2 separate regions of the Hordeum vulgare genome follow, and region 1 is linked to region 2. The links are chromatin contacts, called in public Hi-C maps. All regions are on one chromosome and are shown on one strand. Each heading gives the region's core, a stretch centred on a gene start, on an enhancer-like site or on the middle of the called end of the contact. The rest is flanking DNA. Distances are from core to core; before and after follow the strand shown.

Region 1 (7,112 bases), core at 2,958-5,457, 220 kb after region 2:
AGGGACAGGATCGACAAGAAGACCGAGGAGGCCACTTATGTCAGCACGGACAGCATAAGGATGACGGGGAGCGTGAGGTTTCAGGTGTTTGATAAGAACGACCTCTTGCTGACCGGGGACCTGGAGCTGTGCAATGCCAACGGACTGGTCGGGGAGCCGAAGAGCAGCAGCAAGAAATGGAATATCAAGTGTCATTCTTCGGCATCGTCTAGCGGTTTCTTGAAGGGGAAGATGTCAACGGGCCCAGACTCTGCGCATCCTGTTGTCGAGGTTTATGTCGCTGGCACTTTCTCTGGCACACCAATTATATTAACCAAGACGGTCCAGTTTATATCACGGAGGAAGTCCCAGATGAAACTAAAGCTGGATTCTATCCCCGAGAATGAAGCAACTGAACTACATACAGAGAACTCACACGGGGACTCTTTAAAGGTACTTCACTACATATCCACAGAGCCACCATTATTGAAAGTCCCTGTCATCTGATTGATCTCATGCTTGTCCCTTTAACCTAATATTGTATGATCAATCATTTGGGCTTAAAACATATTGGGGGGGAGTGCTGGACTATTTTGGTTTAATCGGCATTTTTCTTGGACCACGGTGACGTGCCTGTGGAATATTTGCTATGATAAACAACAATTGAAACGTATCCTCTCTGGAAACATTTCTTGCTTATATAGACCATTTAGTCATATTCAGTTTACCCCGAAAACTTATTCCTGCAAGTAGTATGCACAATTAAAATTTAACTTCAGAAAGATAGATAAGCTCCTATTTACCTATGTATGTATGTGTCCTCATGTTGGTGCTCTAAATTAATACCAACGTATTTGTACCCATTTCTGATGTTGATGATATTGCCAAGTAACCCCATTATATACATGGCTTGCGCATGATACCCATTGCATTATGTTGTGCAAGTGCAATATTTTCTTTCTGAATGTTGCTTCTGACTTTCTGCTAATTATTCCTTTGTGAGGATGGGAGATAATTTACTAAAATACATATCTCATGATGAAACTTCTTTTTGTGGCACATATTTGGACATTTGCGCCGTGCATACTCATTAAACAGAATGGACTGCAGGAGAAACTAAACATTGACAGGGGTGTATGATTGTAATTTTTTTTTAAACTATCTGGCTAATAGATGTATGCCCATTGGAACTAGGAACTTAGGCAGCTGATTCATATTGTATTGTACCTTAAGGCATGATCTCGTTGAGAATTTGCAGTGCTCAAGTCCATTAGTTCAGATCTGCACCCATGAAATGTCAATTGCAGTTTTTTAGTGATGCTACTATTGTTTACTTTTAAGTCAAATCACTATACATGTGTATGGATACTGGATAGAGGGTATTAAGGTTTCTACCTCATGGCAGCAGTTTTAGATTCATGGATATACCGTGCATCACATCAGTTTTCAGCTTCCTTAGTTACCTACAAGCCAAATTGTCCATCTTGATCCTACATAGAGCATGAGGTTTACATTTTGATTCCTCAGGTATCCTAGCCAGAATATCTTTATTCTGTACATTGTAGCTTCTAGATGCACTACTTTGGCATTCTCAAGTTATGGATCAGAGGACATCGCTGTCCCGAAGTACATGTGCCAATTAGGCAAATGCTTGAGTTCTAGCAAGACAGCACAGTAAGGCCATAAGAATGAAAATCAGTTTGGCAATGTTTTTCCTGAAGAAATTCCATTGGTTGACTGGGACTGGTACCCAGACAAATGCTTATGTGGCAGTTCTCTTGGTGCCATGATACAAGTATTCATTTTGGTTTGACCCAACTCTTTTATTTGAAGGGCATCAAGTGACATTTACTTGTTATTTTGTAAGAACAATACCAAACATGCTCTTTCTATGTATGCATGTTAGACTGGTGACAATTCAGTTATTAACTGTCATCTCTGTTGAGCACCAAGTCCAAATTACTGGGATAACTTGGATTTCTATATTAATGACGTGTGGTGACCACCTGTATGTGCTGGTTAGCAATCCTGTGAAAATTCACAACTAGTGCATGCTCTAATTTAGTTTCTATATATCGTGCAGTTATTTGACAGTATTGTTTTCTTTCCTATCTCCCGTTTCAGGTATCAGAATTCCAGGACCCCAAGCTCGAGACAGACATGGACGACTATAACAGCCTGTACTCGAGGCAGGACTTTCTAGAGGGCGAGGATGGTGAGCTTTCATGGTTTAATGCTGGCGTGCGGGTTGGTGTCGGGATCGGCCTCGGCATATGCGTGGGCGTCGGGCTGGGTGTCGGCCTGCTGGTCCGGACATACCAAGGCACCAGCAGGAACTTCAGGCGGCGACTGCCCTGATGACCAACGCTTCCCATCCCACAAATATAGGCGTGTATTTATCTGGTCCTCCTAGGAAACTGACTGCCCATCTTCCTGCCCGTGCTAGTGATAGAAGAGTGAGGCCTTCTGTTCTTCCCTCCCGCAACCGCCCTGGTATTCGATGCTTCCTTGTGTGCACTGCCAACCATTTTTGTCCCTCTGAGGTATGTAAATGCGAGTATGTGTATGTATAGTAGAAAAAAAAAATAAAGAGTCGGGTCGAGCCACTTGATGTTGCTGCGAGCATTAGATGGTTCTTTCTGAATTAAAATGTATTGATGAAGGAACTTAGGTGACCGGCAAGTGCAGTGTTAGTCTTGAGGGTGATGTTGCACCTAAGAACTGTTGCAAGTCATGACTTGTTTGTGCAGGGAGAACTCGATTAGGTGGCCTGTTATGTGTGTCATATGGTTTGCTTTGAGCTTTTTCTCGGACTTTCGGTCGCTTTTAGGTTTGTGTTGGTCACCACTATGTCCATCTTGTTTCGAAATGTCATCTAGCGAGCTGGATCTTCATCTTTGTACAGTTTGCGCCGGTATGGTGCAAGGTGTGTCTTGTTTATAAACCAAAAATGTAAAACCAGACAGATTCCAGAACAGAAGAAAGGTGTGAAACTCAGCTCACACTTGCTGTATTATTAATAGCTAGTGTTTTGTACTAGCACATCTGTTATGTTGATCTAGATATTGATTGATGGTTTCAAGATCGAGGTTTTAAAAGTACGAAGGTCTGTTAAGACACATAATCATTGCCACATATTCAGTGGGTTTTGTTTGTCTGTTTTCGATGATATTTGTCTATATATCAGTGGCCAAAATTAGAAATGTTTGACCAGTACTAGCTGCTAGGTACTGTTGACGACTACCCTAGTATGGGCACGAGCCTAGTATATTCTGATAGATGGTAAGTCGTACTGTATTTAAGGTGGTCGCTGTAGGCCCTTAAAACCGTAGATGGTGTAGCATAACCGTCTCTTAATCATCAATCCTAACTGAAAAATCAACCGTGCGGCCTTGTACAGCCCCAAAACGTGAGCATCTTTCCAAGGCTCGTGCAGTACTGAGAATGCCTGGGCCAAACGGCTCAACCAACCATCCTCAAATTTAAAATTTTGGTAAATGTTAGTAGTACATTCTTTCTTTAATTAATTAATTAAAAGCTTAGTAGTAGTAGTACCTTATATTTAAAATTGTACTGGTATCTTTTTTTGTTGTTGTCAATGTCACAACCAGAACCGCTTTACGTTTTGCACATACTCTGTCTGCAAATCATGGTGAGAAAGGAGGGCATTAAGTCATTAACCACCCCCACTACCACCTACTGATCAAAAGCCAGAGACAGGGATTATGGGTGATTATTCCCGAATGCAGCAGATAGATGGACACTCGTCTGCTTTTGGGTGGTGGTGGTGGTTTGCTTGGAATGCGGGTGAACCGGAGATGCAAACCAAACCGGACAGAGAAGAGGCGGCAGAGGCATCATACGCATGTAAGTAACTTCCACGGCAATCAATCTTGCCCTCACCACCACCTGAAAGCATCCGTCCACCGCAGTCCGCAGCTGCACACTGCTCTGCTCCCGGCCCGGGACGAGACACCCCACCTCACTGACCCATTCCCCAAGGAAGGCCTCTCGCTGACGGAAGGTCACGTCGGGAAAGCCCTTCGGAAAGTGCCGGAGGAAAACGAGAGGCCTGGCGAGTGGCGTGGCGGGGCGCTCTCACGCCCACGCACCACGCGGGACGACGCACCAACCCGACGAAAACAACTCCGGCGCTGCATTGTGTTTTTCAGGGCACGGCACCTAACCTAGACCTCTCTTGCCCGGCCGCTGGTTCTCTTTCATGGTGCGCTGCGGTGCGGTTTGGTGGCGGACAGGTGAGGTGAGGCATGGCCGCCAGCGCCAGGGTGCCTGATCTTGGCTCCGACTTTGCTCAGAAGATGCTGCAGGACCTCCGCCGACGCCGCGAGAGGCTCGGCTTCGGCTCGCCGTCGGCGCAGCAGCAGCAGCAGCGCACGGCGTCCACCGCCGCCGCCACCGCCACCGCGTCTCGGGGTACGTTTGCTTTGCACTCTGTTCTTGCTTTTGAATGTCCATTCACGCGCCCGCGACGATCTGCCAATGGATGCAAGTTTGATCACTCAATTTTGCTGTCTGTTGCAGATGCTTGCTCGAATTCTCAGAGGCCAGCTCCCAGCCAGAGGCCGCAGCAGGCAGCTGCTGCCCCTCGATCGACTAGGCCAGAAGCAACGACGACACCGAGACAACCCAGCACCAGCAATGCCGTCCTTGCCAGCGCCGCCAGGCCACGGCGAGTGCGCCCTGTCGCCGCCGCCGACGCCGACGCGCGCGCCATCGTGCCGTTCCAGGGAGGAGGAGGAGGCGCGGGCGGCGGCAAGCCGGAGCATGCCGTCGTCGCGAGCGGTGTCGACGTGCAGATGGCCGCGCTGGCCCTCGCGCTGAGCGACGGAGGGAAGCTCCGAAACATCGAGGTCGTGGCGCGCAACGGCTCCGTCTTCTTCCGGCAGCCGGACGCGGCCCGTCTGGGCGTTGGCGGCGGCGGCGGCTACCTCCTGCCGCCGCCGCCTTCTGGAGGAGATACAGGCGCGCACGCTGGCGAAGTGGCGATCGGGGTGCAGGACCTGAACGACATGCTCATGGCCGCGTATTCTTCCGGTGGGAGGAGGAGGCCCGACGACGAGGCCCGGAAGAAGCTCTTCAGAGGGTCCATGGACATGGAGGAGGCGCTGAGCATGCTGGTCATGCTCCAGGACGCCTCCAGGTACATGGAAGGGTCCGGGAGCGGGCTCAAGGGGAAGGAGAACCGCAAGAGCTCGCCGGCGGCGCGCTCCGCCAGGATCGAGGAGATCGTCGACGAAGATTCTGATGCTGAGCACGGCAAACATGCTTCCATGCAGATGGTTGTCCACGACAAATTTCAGAGCCATGAGAGTGCAGACAGTAGGTCAGTTATTCAGTCTAGTCCAGGCAGCTCCAAGATCAACAGTGCTTCTGGAGGTGAAAAGGATGGCTCAAAAGTGAGGATGCCCAGCGTGATCGCCAAGCTGATGGGGCTGGAGAACCTGCCGTCGTCGACGACGACGACGACCGCCGCGGAGCGCAAGGGGACGGAGAGGTTTGTGAAACCCGGAGCCGCGGCGCCAAGAATGGAGGTCAGAGGAAACGCGATGGACCGCAAATTGCCGATACGGATCATCGCTTCAGAGAAGGGGCAGCACAAGATTGTGTTGGCAGGGGAGTGGAAGAATGGCATGACAAACTTTGGGGAGTCTGAAATGGGTGCTGCTGCACTGTCGAACAGTTCATCACACCCTGCAACTGGTAATAGCAAGCAAGGAAGGCTAACCATGAGGGAGGTGCTGAGAAAGATGGTGGCAGCAGAGAGAGGAGCCGATGAAAGACAGGTAGCTGATGAGAGGATCATCCATGAGGACAAGACTGCTGCCGAAGAAATCAAGCTGCAGAACTCCGTCGATGTCGGGTGCCGTGCCGATTCGGGTAAGAGGATGGATTTTCTGAAAAGATTCAGGAAGAATTCAGACAACAGACCTGTCAAGGAAGAGAAGCAGACTGCTCAAGTGAAGAAGGCAGAAGTTGGAAAGAAGCAGGCCACTGGCATGAGACGGTTGCTGGGGAGAGACGGCGAGGCGAAATCGAGGAAGGCGAGGGAGAAGGTTAACAAGGAGAACCTTGCCACTGCAGAAACCAAGGCTGCAGGAAAGAATGTGAAGGCTGATCAGATGAGAAAGCAAGCACAGAGTAAACATGTAGAGAGACAGATCACGGCGAGGAAACCACAGAATCGCCGGGAAACACAGAGGGAAACGCCTAGCCGGAAGACTGAAAACAAGAAGTCGGTGATGTCAGAAGCAGGACATATGAGAAAGAAGCCTGAGTACAATCTAGTGACACAACAGGATAATGAAGAACATGCAAAAGAACATGACAGTTTTAGCAAACCAGCAGATAGCACACATGGCGAAGGCGGTTTGTCGGAACCATTGGCGATTGTAGTGAGAGGCAGCAGCATAGCCGGGGCAGCTTCCTTGGACCAACCATTACAGAAAATAACTGAAGGGTCTACTGAGAAAGCAACTGAAACACCGAGGGAACCGCAGAATTGTCGGGGAAAGCAGAGCGAAACACCGAGCCGGAAGTTGGAAAACAAGAAGTTATCGTTGTCAGAAGCAGGACATATGAGAAAGAAGCTTGACACTGTAGTGGCACAACAGGAGAATGAAGTAGATGCAAATGTAAATTGTACTATCAGTTCTAGCAAACCAGCAGATAGCACGAAAGGCGAAGGCGGTTTGTCGGAACCATCGACAATGGTAGTGAGAGACAGCACCACAGCCGAAGCAGCTTCTTTGGACAAACCTTTGCAGAAAATAACTGAAGGAACTAGTGATCCTACAGTTCCTGCTGAGAGTGTTGTACAGGCAAGTGAGGATTTGAAGTTCTTGGATCAGAGCGCAGTTGCTGAGATAGATGTAAGTTTGTCCAACCTAGGCACTCTGCTTAAACTCTCCGTGCACACATTTTATTATCGTTCTAATGAAGCTTGGAATTTGGTGTGAAATGCAGGATGAAAGAATGAACCACACACCGAGTGAGACTACACAGATACCTGAAATATTTGCCGAGGAAGAACAACAACAAGAGCAAGAAATGATAGTGAAAGAGCAACTAACCGAGGATTTGAAGTTCTTGAATCAGAGTACGATTCCTGAGAC
Region 2 (6,865 bases), core at 2,067-4,566:
CCATACCTAACTATTGCAAAAAAAGAAAGAAAAATGATGTTCACTCTCTGTTGTGCCGAGCACTATGATGTAGAATAAGCACTACATGGTTGTGTAAGATTAAACAGAACTACCTGCTAGGTTCCTTTGCAACCATTCGTTTTAAAGTTCCATCACGATGACACAGATCAACGGCAGACCTCACATCTTTATACATAAGCGCATAGCTGTAACAACAAAACAATCCACGGTAACAGGTACATTAGCATATCAGTACAAGTAAAATGGAAGATGCAAATCAGAATATATGGAATAAAATGCCTGTCCAATATTTCATGCATAGGCAGAGGAAGAAAGGAAAATGAATAGACAAACATAAATGAAAGCATCATTTACACCTATGCTTGGCAATATCCATACACATTTGGTACATTGCAATCATTTACAAATCATTTGTGAAAGAATCATAACCATATATGGATCTAATGATCATACTCAGTGCCTGAAGGTACTTTTGCAGGATTGCTGTCCATGAAATCAACAAGCTGAGCAAACAGATAGGCTTCACCCAGTGAGAAAAGTGTATCTATAAGGGCATAATCAGGTTCATCAAAGGAATCCCTTATCAATGTACTTCCATAAGCAGCAACTTTTTCTTCCTTCGACATCTCCCTAAATCCATGGTATGCAACTTTTACATACTTGTGCCGGTCCATCTGATATTGCACACCATAGTTAAAATGGCAATTAAACTGATCCACTGATTCAGAAAGCATAAAACTACAATTAACCAAGAACCAACAGTAGCAAGTAGTGAATAACCAGCAGCAATTTAATTTATGCTACGTCTATTTTGTGTTGTTGCCTCCTATCATGCAGAACTTTTGCATCAAGAGACAATTGAATATTTTCAACATGATGGGAAGTGTTTAGTGAACAATTAGTGTCTTCAACTGTCAAGAAGTATGAATAGGGAACTACAACATGCAATCTTAAAGTTAAACTAAATATAAAAGTCAAAAAGAAAAGGTAGAAATTAGGTCAGGACTATAATTCAAAGACAAACAGAAGGTTCCAGACATCAATGTAAACATGGAACTTGGATTTTGTAAAAAATGTTCCTTGTCTTCTCATGGGTTTCCTGCATCTTGTTCTCGTCTTTATTAATTAAGACCTTACTCCCACTGCTTGCAAAAGTTTTTAAGAGATCAGTCAAACATTCTTAAGTTTAAACAGCACTGATTTTTTTTACCAACATTGGTAACATGAGTTATGAAATATTTTTGTTAATAATCATTTTTATATGAAGCAATGTATTTTCATAGAAACAAAGTGAAGTGAGTTCAAGCAAATACAGCGGACCTTCAAGATATTTCCTCTTTTCTTATCAAGAACTAGTCCTCTGACCATGTATTTCCAGTCAAATTGCCATGTCAACAGCTGCAGAATGAAACAGAGTAAATCAAATTCAGAACAAAAACTTGCAAGCCAATAGAATATTAAGCCCACAAGTCTCAGCATCAAATTGCTAGTCCTAAGAACAAACCAAATGTCCTTCACAAAGAATTCTGCACTTCTGTCTTCTGTAATAAACAGATATTCACTTGATAGGATAAATCTATTGCTACTACGTTAGTTCAGAAATTGGTCATCCTCCCTAAGATAAACAGAAATAACTAGCACAAAATTCTTTGGTTCAGAGTAGCAACAATTTTTATGCATTTATACTACTGAACAAAAATCATGGACTACTAGAAATATATTGCTCCAAAGTGGAAACAGGTAAAGACATGTTGTCAGTACTGTGTTAAATGGAATTATTAAGTTACTTTGAGGCAACAATGAGATCTTGGACACAACAACAGACCCCAAGTATCCATTTCAAATCTGAAATTACATAGAATGGGAGAACTAACTATTGACATCAAGTCTACTGTATATACTATTAACAATAGAAGACCTGACACAGTTCTTAGTAACCTCTAAAACAGCAAACCTATTACTACTAAAGCAAACGACCAGACTACTTGTGTTTGCACATCAAAATGTTTGCAGGTACCAGTGCAACAAACCTCCACAGGGTAGTTCAGATCCTTCACAAGCTTCTCAATAGTGCCATGGTAAGCAAGGGCCTCGAATGTCTCGGGCTTGTACTGCGCGAGAGTGTAGTCCATATCAAATCCTACTGCGGTGATGTTCCTCATGTTGAGTGACCTATTGCAGAATATCTGCTTCCCAATAGAAATGCTTCTCGGCTCCACCGACGGTGTTGACCAGATTGCCCCTGTTGAAGCAGGTTCCGCAGCACCGCTATCCATCCTTAGAGCACTGCAGCCTGATACGAGGTGAATAGAGAAAAGTACATCAGAGATACTGTATTGCAGTGTAATTCAGTGGTAGAACTCCATGTTTCAACCAAATTCGGTGAAAGTGTAGTGATCGGCCGATGGAAAAACGTAGCATAACTGAAGCTCTGCCACATTCGGACTACCATAAGGATACAATCAGGAAACAGTATTTCAACTGCATAATTCAGCCAAATTGAAACGAAGGCTAGGCCCCTGAATTTGGTATGGATTGATCAACCCATACATAACGGTGCCAGCACTTCAGAAGAAGGCCTGATCAACCCATACGAATCCCAAAATCTCATCGTAAACGAACACCAACCACGAAATTCCTTCCTTAAAAACAAACGCGAAAGCAGAGCAAAACATACACGATATACTACTTCAGCGTCCGCCGATGGACCTGAAACCGAATTGGGCAGCCCCCTAGCCTAGCAGGACTGGCCTCGGATCAAAGCCAACATTCCCATATTTGTAACGACCACCAAAATTAGAGAGGAACAGACAACGCAGACAACCGCTGAAATTAAGCGTTCCACCGCGAATTAACGAATGCTCGTCGGAAGCGCGCACCTCTGGGCCCCGAAGCCGACGCGGCGGGGGAGGAGGAGGAGGAGGATGCGAAGAAGAGGAGGAGGGGAGGCGAGAGGGGCGCGAGGCGTAGCGCGGCGGCGAGCGGCCTCCTGGAGAGCATATCGCTGGGGCGGCCTTAAATAGGCGAGAGGGGGCGGGGGTGGCGCGGACGAGGAGGATGACGGGACGCTGTTGTTGGCGGGCCGGGAGGGGAATAAATGGGGCGGGGGGAATCCGAGGGGGTGGGAGCACCGCCGCGCGGCGGCGCCATCTCACCGGAGGGCGGGCATTGGCCGGCGGGGGACAAGTGGCGCGGGGATCGTGTGCGGTGCGGATTCGGATGCCGCGTGCGTTGGAAGCCAAGCCAGCAGCGACCGCGAGCGACGGAGGAGGAGGTGGTGGATGGAGGGAGCGAGTTCCGGGGGTGGGGTGGGGGTGGGGTGGGGGGCCGCGGGGCAATAATGATGAGGTGAGGTCGGGTCGGTTCGTGGGTGAGGGAATAACCGAACGGGTGGTGCGGCTGCGGCTCCGCTTCCGCCTACTGGATTTTCCTCCCCCCACGCGCGCGCACGGGCCGGATTTGATCGTGCTTATCGTGTTGTTAGTGTGACACGTGGATGGCCCGGATTTTTTTTCTTGCAACTGCAAAACAAAATTCTTCACGTTTTTAAATTTAGATAGAAGTGTGGATCTTGGGGATTCTGTTTTTGGTAGGTGTTGTGTGAATGTGTGTGTGTGCACCTAATGTTATAATTATTGTTTTTAAACAGGTATTAACGTGAAACATGTTTTTCTTTACTAGAAAATGCCTTACGGACGTCAAATCCCGCTCTAAGAGCATCTCCAACAGCCGCGCTTCGCGCCGCGTTCAAAAAATGTGTTTGTCGCGCGCGCTTCGGTTGGTTTAGCGCGAGGATAGACGCTGACTCCAACAACCGCGTTATAATGCAGCGCGCGCGCCGCTTCAGCAATGTCCAAAAATGCAGCGCGCGCAGCACGCACAAACCACATATACATTTCAAAAAATAGGAGCAAAAACGATCAAACAAACAAAATAAATCAACAATAAATAGTCATTACAACTCAAACAAATTGTTTATCCTTCGGTACAACAAATAATGCAATAAACATAACCAATAGTTCATGAACAATACAATACAAATAATGCAATAAACACAACCAAATCATGCTCTTTGTCATCCATGCCATGCCCACCACTCTTCAATCAGATCCTTCTGAAGATCATTGTGCGTTGCGGGACGCCGAATGGCATGATAGGAGGCAACAAAACGGGCTACCCTTTCAGCCCTCCGTCGCACTCGCACGGGATGTCCCAAGAGCTCATACTGTGAGTAGTCTAAATCTTTGCCACGCTCATTCTCGATGATCATGTTGTGCATGATCACACAAGCGTGCATGATGTACCAAAGCATTTTTTGATCCCAAAATCTAGCCGGTCCTCTGACAATAGCAAATTGGGCTTGCAAAATCCCAAATGCTCTTTCCACATCTTTTCTAGCCGCCGCCTGAGCATTGTGGAAATCAAGATTTTTCTTACCTTCTGGCTTTTTCAACGGCTTCACGAAGGTTTGCCACTTTGGATAGATGTCATCCGCTAGATAATAGTCATAGTTGTATGTACGAACATTTGCTACAAACTGCACCGGTGGCAACTCACCATTTGCAATCTTATTCATCAGTGGTGACCGGTTGACAACATTGATGTCATTCAAAGATCCAGGCATTCCAAAGAGTGCATGCCAAATCCAAGTCTCCTGATCGGCCACCGCTTCAAGGATTATAGTGGAACCCTTTTTTTGGCCGTGGAATTGCTCATGTCATGCCTTTGGACAATTCTTCCAGCTCCAATGCATGCAATCTATTGAGCCAAGCATGCCAGGAAAGCCGCGAGATTTGTTCATCGTCAATAGCCTTGCGGCGTCTTCAGCAGTGGGAGATCTCAAATACTCCTCGCCAAACACTTGCACAATTCCCACTACAAAGCGCTTAACACACATGATGGCTTGGCTCTCACCCATAGCCAAGTGATCATCAACTAGATCAGCCGGGATACCGTATGCCAACATACGCAAAGCGGCTGTCACATTCAGAAAAGGTGCTATGCCCGAGCTCTCCGGCGGCATTCCTCCTTTGCTGGAAAAACCGGTCATGGCTCGCTAGTTTCTCTGCAATGCGCTTGAACAAGTCTGTGCTCATCCTAAACCGGCGACGAAAATACGACTCCGGGTATGTGGGATTCTCCACGAAATAGCTCTTCATCAATCTGTTATGGGCATCAATCATATCTCTCCAAATTTTCTCCCGACCCATAACCGAACCACCGTGCTTCGGTTTTTTATTGATATGCATAGCTATGATCATTGCAAGATCCTCCTCCTCTTCCATATCAAATTCTTCTTCAGAAGAATCATACGACGAACTCATCTACAATGTTCAATACTATACTATAAAAACTACCATTCAAAACATGCACCAAATTCATAAGTTTGGAGCAATACATACCTTGTAGGCGTTTTGTCGAACACCTTGCGGGCGCGGCACGACAGCGAGCTCTCGGGCGCTGTTCCTCGGACGTCGGAGGCGCGCGAGGGCCGGCCGGACTAGGAAGGGGTGGGGCGGAAGCGCGGCGGCGCGGGGAGGCCAGGGAAGCGCTTGAACGGTCGCCGGGGGGCGCGGGCGGCGCCCGCAGCGGAGACAGGCCGGGGAAGCGCCTGAGTGGTCGCTGGCGGGCGCGGACGGCGACGGCGGCGCGGGGATAGGCCGGGGAAGCGCTGAACGGTCGCCGGGGGCGCGAGCGGATGGGGGGAGCGAGCGCGCGAGAGCGGAGGAGCGAGCGCGCGAGAGCGGAGGAGAGAGCAGGAGCGAGCGCGGGAGAGTCGCGCGCGCGGGAGCCGGCGCAGCAAATAAGGGGCGCGGGATTGCGTTTCGGCCAGCGCGCTGAACTGGAAATGGCGCGCGCGCCGTTTTTGCGCGCCCGCTGGAGCTGCCCGCCGCGTTGCGCGCGTGCTAAAACTGCCTTTTTTGCGGCGCGACGCTTGTATAGCGCGTCTGTTGGAGATGCTCTAACACATGACAATTACTTTGAGCAATGCGGCGATTTCGAGCTGTTTTTTTAATATATGGCAACTCTTGTTTTAAAGTATGTTTTGGCAATTCTGACCGTCCACTGGGAAATGTTAAAATGTGACATCAACTTTTTAATATTTTCAAGACGTAATAGCTGAATTTGCACATATAAGTCACACCGGCTTGACACTTTTGTGTTGCTACAAAGAACAAATTCCTCTGCCATTCATGTCATGTCGACGCGTATCAACTAGTAGTGATGTCAAATTTGGTTGTCTGAACACACTCGCTGCTGCTCGACAACAATGACACTTTTTATACTTGATAAACTCCACATCTCACCCACTTTGCAACAAATGTTACTACTAGTATAAAAAGTGTAGGTGATACACTAACTGCCTCCATTGGCTAGAAGTTATAAGAGTAAAGATAGTCCTAACAAATCGACATCACTAAAGAAACACGTATGCTTACGAATAGCTTTATTGACATAGAAAGTGAGCTTCCAAAATTACGTGGCATGGCATACCATTATTGGAAGACTTCTTGGCATTGGCATACCAATAGGACATTGCTTGTCAAATCAAAATGATCGATAAAAAATAACACGAATGGTTTTATCGGCAAGGCTTTGATTGTGTTTATCGTGTTATTAGAGTGACACATGGATAACTTCAAATTTTTTGCATTGGTGCCCCCCAAAAAATAAAAATAAAAATGAAATGTAGAAGTGTAGATATTCTTGTGAGAGACGGTTGTGATGACTTTCGTAAATCTTTAAAGCCCACAACATTGATTTTGTTTTTGTTAGGTGATGTGTGAATGTGTGTGTCTATGTTGTAATTGTTGTTTTAAAACAAGAAAATATAAACGTGAAA

Evidence for each region. Hi-C and Micro-C count contacts between places; a contact is called where the count stands out from the background.
Region 1: a contact with region 2 is called in a Hi-C map of leaf, with 4 times the contacts expected there. The contact joins the promoter of LOC123452460 here to the promoter of LOC123452452 in region 2. A contact is called at or near these places in 2 of 6 Hi-C or Micro-C datasets (leaf and seedling).

What each region holds. Positions count from the first base shown.
Region 1 is chr5H:536,245,510-536,252,621 of MorexV3_pseudomolecules_assembly, forward strand. LOC123452460 reads left to right here and starts at 4,208. Exons shown (of 5, transcript XM_045129111.1): 1 at 4,208-4,413; 2 at 4,522-6,869; 3 at 6,964-7,112. The coding sequence starts at 4,248. LOC123452463 reads left to right here. Exons shown (of 3, transcript XM_045129112.1): 2 at 1-432; 3 at 2,104-2,764. The coding sequence ends at 2,337.
Region 2 is chr5H:536,025,607-536,032,471 of MorexV3_pseudomolecules_assembly, forward strand. It overlaps LOC123452452 (5'-nucleotidase domain-containing protein 4), which reads right to left and starts at 3,317. Exons shown (of 17, transcript XM_045129101.1): 1 at 2,901-3,317; 2 at 2,052-2,314; 3 at 1,342-1,419; 4 at 475-695; 5 at 114-206. The coding sequence starts at 3,021.